Linked DNA regions of Zea mays: region 1 is linked to region 2. The links are chromatin contacts, called in public Hi-C maps. All regions are on one chromosome and are shown on one strand. The core of a region is the stretch at or near the end of the contact, and the rest is flanking DNA. Distances in the headings are between cores, read along the strand shown. Region 1 holds the start of LOC100279982 (Spermidine hydroxycinnamoyl transferase). Region 2 holds the start of LOC100383606.

Region 1 (3,949 bases), core at 507-3,006, 300 kb before region 2:
GCCTCTAATCAGTGGAGCACCTCCTCTTGCCTGGAACGTTGTTGAGGGCAAAAGGGGAAGATGAGCAGGACAATGTTGTTGAGGGCAGAATGGGGAGATGATCAGGACTTATCTGTGCTGACGCGTGACTTGAGCTCCATAGCTTGGTGTTGTAGTCTGTCATCCTTCTCCATGGCTCCACGCTCGCGGCTACGACGGACGCTGATCTGGAGGTTTGCGACAGGCATGGAACCACGCGGTTGTCCCGAGCACGTGGGGAGGAGATCACGGTGGGGGCAATCATTTGGGAGGGGTGGGGGTAGGGAGGGGATCGCGGCGGGGCGGTGGGGCGGGCATCGCGCGGCGGGGGAAGGCGCGGTCGGGCTGTTAGGGTTCGCCGAGCAGATCGTAAGCGGGGAGGGTGGCACGCGGGTAGGGCAGGCGGGGGCATGGTGATGCCGGTGTGGACGCCCACAATGCAACCCAGAGGCACTCACCCGCAGCGGCCATAGGGAGCTCGGAGAGGGGTGGCGTTGGCGTCCTTAGATTCGTCGTCGTCGACCTTGTGAGCGGGTGAGGCGGGAGGAGGGATTGGGCGAGATGGGTGCGGGGCATCCTTGGAAGGGTGAGGATCGCAGGGTTGGGGTGGGTCCCTGGAATGGCGCCTTCCATCGACGGAGCGGGCGCTGACGCGATGATGGCGGGGGCGGCGATGGAGGGTCCCTGGAATGGCGCGACGGAGAGCGAGGCGGGGCGAGATTTTTGGGGGCGGGGGCACGGTACCAGTGTGGACGTCCTCACTGGACCCTTATAGAGTAGTAGAGATACTAACGGGTCACACTCACGTGGGTCTCTTCTAACTTGGTACATGCCACCCAAATAGATATGGATGTTATTTAAGATCCGTTTGTCAGGAATCTGGCCTGTCCAAAAGCAGCACTGACTTTTCTTAAAAAGCAGCTTTTTTGTTAGAGCTAAAACCATTTAGTAAATCGTTTAGCGGTTTATTCTAAAGCCAGAGCCATTTCCATTTATTAAAGTTCCAGAATCAGAGCGGAAGTCAGTGAAACTACTATTTATAGTTTCTTCACCGTAGTACAAAAATGAATCTGGCTTTTAGGTTTTTTCGCATGAAGGCGTTTTGAAAAAGAGTGTTTGGTAAGACTCTGGCTTTTTTCTAGAGAAAAACTAGAGCCAAAACCGTGCCAAACAGGCTATTAAATATGGGAATAGGTTGACCCGGTTCTAAGGCCGTAAGGCCAATTTTAGAGGTCATAAGTCGATCTATTTTACTAAAAACATGTTTTGGTATAACTTTTCTGAGTATCGATTCTCTAAAAATCTAGCTGCCCTGAGAAGTTGTTGCATATGGAATCTGATGGGGTGAGAAGCTAAGAATCTGGCAATCCTGATTAGTTTTTTAGATTGTGTACAAACTACAAAATGACATCTATGAACCTGAAGCTGGTAACACATCATTTATGAGCTAAAAGTGACAAGGCGTGAATAATTAATTGTATTTTTTTGCATACATAGCCATTTTTTATTATAAAATGTCATTGGAAACAGCAATAGATATTTTTACACAAAAATTTGTAGTCAAGAATATATATTACCTAATAAAACGTTCTCTGTTTCTATCCAAAATAACAAATGGCCTTCACGAGTGCGACAAGCGACATGCCATCAAAGGCTCAAAGCTGCAGCGATGGAGTCCCTCATAAATCCCCAACCCCTAGCTTTCCGTTCTTTCCTCCTCCACGCGAATCCGCATCTCCACACTCCAATCAGCGCTCCTCCGTCCCCGTTCTTTCCTCCTCCCTTCAGCCATCGCAGTCGCAGCGCAGGTTCTTGGCTGGTTGCTGGTGTCGACAGCGAAGTCCGCAACTCCAATCCTGCCTGCGCTCCTCCCTTCCTCCGTCCTCACTAAGCACCCGCGCACGCCGCCTGCCTGTCGATTGAGATCTCTTTCACGCCCCTTTCTGCCATCGCACAACTGAGGTACGGTTCTTTGCTTATTGCAGAGTATAGTATGGATGCCCGCAGTGAGTCGTCGTGTCGTGCCTTCAGTAGGAGGTACGGTACTTGTGCTGTAGGAGCAGTTCATAAGTCGCCACACTGTTTTCAGGAAATGACAGTCTTTGTGTGTGTATTTCATAGATCTAGAGCATTCACTGTCTTGTCCCTTTGCAGCCGCAGCTACGATACTATTAACATCAATTTGTCTGGTCAATAAATCACTCGGAGCAATCGTGCGAGTCTTTGTGTGTGTATTTCATTGATCTCGAGCACTCACTGTTTTGTGCCTTTGCAGCCGCAGCTAGTAACATCCATTTTGCTGGTCAATAAGTCGTGGGAGGAAGAAGATGGATTATTTGAAGGTGCAGGTGGTAGAGTCATCATTTGTAGTGCCGAGCGAGCCGACGCCAACGAAGGCGCTCTGGCTCTCTTGCTTGGACATGGTTCAGTCCAACAAAGCCCACACCCCAACGATCCACTTGTACAGCTCCAACGATGCTGCGGCGGCTGATTTTTTCGACCTGGGCAGACTCAAGAAGGCTACGGCCAAAGCCTTGGTGGCCTTCTACCCCCTCGCCGGCCGCCTCGTCGACAGCGACGATGGTAGGAAGGAGATCAGCTGCAACGGCGAAGGTGCACTCTTTGTTGTCGCTCGCGCGGATGGTGATCTCACTATCGATGAAGTCAAGAAATTCAAGCCATCGCCAGAGTTGAGGAGGCTGTTTATTCCACTCATCGAGCCATCGTCCATCATAATGGCCATACAGGTCGTCCGCTACTTTCTCTGCCTCCATGCCTTTTAAAATTTTCAACTTTCGATTCTCACGGTGTAGTCTGTCTGTTAAGAGTAGATAAACTGGGTCCTCCTGTTGGTTTCCAGGAGGATTTTTTCCCTTCTATTTTATAAATTATATAGCAATTGGCGTGCTTATGATGGCAGGTGACTTTCTTGAAGTGTGGAGGTGTGGTGTTAGGAACAGCTATCCACCACGCCGCCACAGACGTTTCAAGCGCGTTCCACTTTTTTCAGACATGGTCGGCGTTCTGCAAGCATGGTGACAGTGCTGCCGTGGAGCTCCCGTGCCACGACCGCACCCTACTCCGCGCACGGTCCCCGCCCACAGTCCACCCCGACGCGCTCTCGACATTGCAGCCTCGGCTCGTCCTCACTGAACCCGAGGGGCCTCTTGCCATCGAAATCTTCACCATTTCCAGGGACCATGTCGCCTCCCTGAAGCAGCTCTGCGGTGGCACGAGCACCTTTTGCGCCGTCAGCGCTCTCATCTGGCAGTGCGCGTGCGTTGCACGACGGATCCCACCGGACTCTCAGGTGCGCGTGATGTTCCCGGCCGACGTCCGCCGCCGGATGAGGCCGCCCCTCCCGACCCACTACTTCGGCAACGCAGTGATCAGGCTATACGCCGCTGGCCCGGCAGGGGACATTGGCACGGCGGCGTTGGCATCCGTCGCTGCCCGCATCAAGGGCGCCGTCGAGCGGATGGATGACGAGCTGGTGCGGTCCGCGATTGACTACTACGAGATGGCCGAGACGAACAAGAGACGGACTGGGACAGGCATCTTACCACGGACGGACCTGAATATTACCAGCTGGTTGGGTAGGCCACAGCACGACGCAGATTTTGGCTGGGGAAAGCCGCAATCCATGTCGCGGGCGGAGTCTGTCCGCGGCGGCTCTATGCACTTGATGAACGACGACGGTGGTACCGGCGACGTCCGCGTGCTCGTGTGCTTGGAGGCTGAAAATATAAAGGAGCTAGGACGGCTGCTTTATGCAAAGCTCTAGCAAGCTGCTAGTGCTATGCTCTAAAAATAATAATATTAATAATAAGGTTTGTTACTATGCTTAAGGGGAACCATACTTTTTCCCTCGCGATTTATTATTATTATGGCAGTTTCAATAATGAAAACCATTTGTAATTCCTGTGACAAT
Region 2 (4,449 bases), core at 5-2,504:
ACCAGGAGTCCAGGACACACACATACTCCTCGGATGCGCTCGTAGTACTGCTCACATATATATATTTTTAGTCCCTTCGCAACCTCCTGTTCACCTGCTCCTAGTGGTGAATGGATCTTTGGTGTGGACCCGGCAGATCGCCATGTGAAGGAAGAAAGGAAGGAAGGAAGCAGTCCTCGACGCTTCGTCCCCTGCCTTGTTTTCCTCCTCTCCACTTGACCAGGGGAGAAGCCAACGAACCGTTCAGTCAGTAGCCTGGGGTTAAATCCATCCGCCCAACCCCACCGATGTCAAACAACTACTGACTGAATGGCAGATTCTCACGCTTGCCTCTGCAGACACTCCTTGCGCCGTTGTGCTGCCGACCAACTTTTTCGCTGCACTCGACACACGAACCAAGGTCATGATAGAAGCAACACAAAACTACACCCGTATAGAGCAAAAGCTCATCGTTTTTCTTCAACTGTCAGCAAGTATAGTTTAACAAATACAACGAACAAATCTGTAGGAATTCTCTTTACAAGCTTTCAATTCCCCCATTCATCCTCCCCCATGCATAAACAACAGCCTCTTTCCCAATTCTACACTCCCCCCCTCCAAAAAAAAAACAGAACTTATTTGTACGAGAGCCCTGTACCATGCCATGACCGCGCGGCGCACCTACTGACTGACTGACGGCGTCGCGACGGCCGACGGCGGACCGGGCACCAGATCCACGCCACGCCGGTCCCGTCCCGTGCTGCGCGCCAGGGAGAACGCCACCGCCCCCGTCGTCAGCCCGCGCGGATCCGCTTCTTGGGCGGCGCCAGGGCGCGGAACACGGTGGTGAGGTCGCGCGCGACGGGGAAGAAGGCCCGGCGCGCCGGCGCCGGCGCCGGCGCCGCGGAGGAGGGCGGGGACGGCCTGCTGCGCTTGCTGGCGGGCGTCGGCGGCGGCGGAGGCGCCCACGCCGGCTTCCGCGGCGCCGGCGGGCACTCGGCCGGCCGCCGCAGCAGGCTCCCCTCGGACGTCGGCGTCGCGGGCTCCGCCTCCTGCGGGGCCTCCGGCCCGCGGGTCTCCCCCTGCTTCTGCTCCTCCGCCGGCGGCGGGGCCGCCACCGACTCCGCGTCCGGCGCCGGCACCGGCGACGGCGACGACGAGGCCGCCGACGAGCAGGCCGGCTCCGGCGCCCGTGGCTTATTCGTCCTGATCGGCGGCAGCGCCCGGAGCACGTCGGCCGCCGTGGAGCTCATCCTGCCGGTGCGAGCGACGGAGGGAGGGAGGGAGGGAGGGAGAGGGAGTGAAAGTGCAAGGCGGTAGCGCCAAGCCGTGGAGGTTGTTAAATAGTCGTCGACTAGAGCGACGAAGATTAACCGCTTTGAGCAACTTTTCTGTGGGCCCGCCTTTATTACTACTGTACCAAGTAGTACCATCCATCGACTTCGGCTACTAGTTTGGCATGGCGCATGCCAAACATGGATTTCCAACCACAAAAAACTACGTACAAGTAAAAAAAAAGAGCTCTTTCCCCATGCTGTTGATTCTCATGTAGGTTCGACTGCTGGATCAGAACCCATTGAGGCACATGCGGCAAAACTGACCACCGACCGGGTTCATGCTTGATGATGATGGATCCTTTGCTGATATTGTGGGGTTCCTTATAAAAGAATGAAAAAACTTCTGCACTTGTTGCCACTTTGACAAATCTAGCAGGACCGCTGAAATTTTACGACGGCCGTTCTCTATTTTCTGCGCGGAATTCAAAAGAAAGGAATACTCTGCCTATATATAAGCACAGAAAGTTCCCGTTGCAATTCCGACCGTCGGTATCCTAACAGCCACTAGTCTTTTGTTCACTAAACGAAAGTGGATTTCCAAATATTTCAATGAAGGTACAGTTAGATTTCCAAATATTTAAACGAAAGTTGTTCCAGCTTTCGAATGAGATGATGTCGCTGAATGAAGTTGGTGCTGTTGAAAGAATAGACAGTTCAGCCTATCAAGATGACCTTTTTGAAAATTCCCATCCTAATGCCACTGTTGGTCTTGAATTCCCGTTCTATCTCTTTTGTGGTTATTTTTTTAATTGAAAACAAAGATATGTATCGTTAAAGATAATTGAAGATGTATACAAACTCTAAGGAGAAATATATACAATCTTAGAGATATAGAAGGATTTTATCTAGTCAATTTGGCTTGCACTCCGAGACACTTCTACATCTCTACTCCTTTAAAGCACCAATTTCATGCATTCTACGTCACGTGCAAAGCACGTAGATCTGTTCTTCTCTTCCACTTCTCACCTACTAATTGGCTGCCACAGATAGGCTGTTACACTATAGTGGGTTGAGAAACCACTAAAACATAACATGATAGGAAGTCACTCCATCTCGCTAGATGAAGGATGATAAACGACTGAGCGGACTATAAAAAAATAGGTTGGACACTTCTTCAACTCGTACCATTCTCGGCCTTTTGGCTACAATAAGTTGTTATTTTTGTTCTTATTAGTTTATTATATGATATATGAATCATATGTTTACTTTAATATTAAATTTATTTTTATCGTTATTAAATATAATTATGTGTCGCGAGCATTATATACTAGTATGTAGCTATAAGTGTCTCCTAGCTGCCAATGCAAATAATAGCGTATGAATAGGGTTTTCTATCCATACCTAAATACTTTTCATATGATATCAAGAGCCATAGATAAGTGTCGTAATTCTAACTTCCGTTTTCGCTGCCCTAATAAGTAGATAAATCCCTAAATTCTCCGCAAACATCTGTCGGCTAGAAAGCCTCTCTAAATGAGATATAGATTAGATCCCCCATATATCTTCCCCATTTGTACCTAGAGATATCCTCCATGGGCAACAAATAATGTATCAATAGGATTTTCTCCGGTCCTGGCATTTTCTACAATATTTTTCCTCATTCTCCTATAACTAATAAGAAATTAACCTTAATTAAGTTGTCACTATTCTTTGCTATAGGTTGCTGATGTTAATTTGGACAAAGCAAATAATTTAATATCATAAATATTAGTACACTTATACATATTAAATATATTTATTATAAAACTATACTTTATAATTAATCTAATGATACTTACTATTATAAATATGAGTATCCTTTATATATTTAGTTACATTTAAGATTGTTTGGCCTCTTAAGGATATATAAAAACACATATGTAGCAGCCTATTAAATATAAATAAAACTATGTCCGGTCTAAGACGCGCACATATATTACGATTTAAAGTTTTAATTTTTTTATCAATAATTGAGCTAATGATTTTAAATTGCCATAATATAAATTTAATACTGCTAGATTTATAGGTAAATGTACCATCTAATTATCATGACACTATAAGGACAAATAATACAACAAAATTCATAAAAGTGTAATTTCGAAAATTATGTCATGCCAAATTGTGTGTTATAAAAGATAATGGAAATAGTAATCTTTTTTCTTATCCTTCTCCGTAGCTGTTTAGTCGTAGTAGAAAAAAGAAAGGAAAGAGATGCAACAGTTGGGTAGTTTTATTTGAAGTAGTTTGCGCGGTCAGCTTCGCCATAATCAATGCCGTAGCTGGAGCGGCGTGCTCATGTCCCATCGATCTCTCTCGCCATCTCAATCAGCACCTACGTATTTTTGTTTGATTTTTCGGGATGGATGATGATGATGATGATCAGTAGAGTAGAGTACGACTACGGAGTAGGATTTGCGTAGACGGAAACGCCACCGCCGGGTCGCGACGACAGCGAGTCATGGATGCAATGCAAGACAGCCAACCGATCCACTCAGGGACCATGCGCGAAACGCCGTTTCAAAATTAATTATCCCGCGAGGCCTCCACTGCATTATTAAGGTATGTATAACCTCATTTAATATTCGCAAAGAGACCGTCTCTTTACGACTCTCTATACATGTTGTCTTTTAATTACATTTATAATTTATAGTTTTAAGTTTATATTATACAGTCTCTTAGTTGTGTCTTATCTTATAAAGTCTCAGCTTGTACATGTTCTTAGCACGTCGAGGTATCGATTTTATTTTTTAGCGAAGGATATACAAATCTCACATCTCACAACTATTCTCATATCCTTTTTTATATGCTGAGGGAAAAGTTCAATCTACACCACGGTCAGTACCAACTAGTCAAGCACTTTCCGGAGCAATTCTTTATTGTCTTCTCGGACCCAAGGTCGAAACAGTGGGCATTGGATAGGAGATCAGTCTCGTTTCGTGGCCGGGTTTTCCACTTTCGTGATTGGTCGGAGGACAGCTATGCTAGGAGGACAAACTTTGAATTTAGAGTTAAAGTTCGTGTTGAAGGGATCCCGGTGCACTGCTGGGGGGAAGAAGTGGCTTCAAAGGCTTTGGGCAAGAGCTGCGCAATCCACTATGTGCAAGAGCGCACAAGGCGTAGGGAGCGTACTAGGTTTTTTGATCTCTAGGCCTGG

Evidence for each region. Hi-C and Micro-C count contacts between places; a contact is called where the count stands out from the background.
Region 1: a Hi-C map of leaf shows a contact between it and region 2, with 3 times the contacts expected there. The contact joins the promoter of LOC100279982 here to the promoter of LOC100383606 in region 2. A contact is called at or near these places in 4 of 25 Hi-C or Micro-C datasets (ear, endosperm, leaf and 1 more).

Annotation. Positions count from the first base shown.
Region 1 is chr3:16,960,840-16,964,788 of Zm-B73-REFERENCE-NAM-5.0, reverse strand. It overlaps LOC100279982 (Spermidine hydroxycinnamoyl transferase), which reads left to right and starts at 1,756. Exons shown (of 3, transcript NM_001152930.1): 1 at 1,756-2,055; 2 at 2,294-2,765; 3 at 2,939-3,949. The coding sequence starts at 2,346. The coding sequence ends at 3,802. LOC103649768 (a long non-coding RNA gene) reads right to left here and starts at 258. Exons shown (of 10, transcript XR_002750263.2): 1 at 1-258.
Region 2 is chr3:16,661,926-16,666,374 of Zm-B73-REFERENCE-NAM-5.0, reverse strand. It overlaps LOC100383606, which reads right to left and starts at 1,254. Exons shown (of 1, transcript NM_001176254.1): 1 at 466-1,254. The coding sequence starts at 1,232. The coding sequence ends at 774.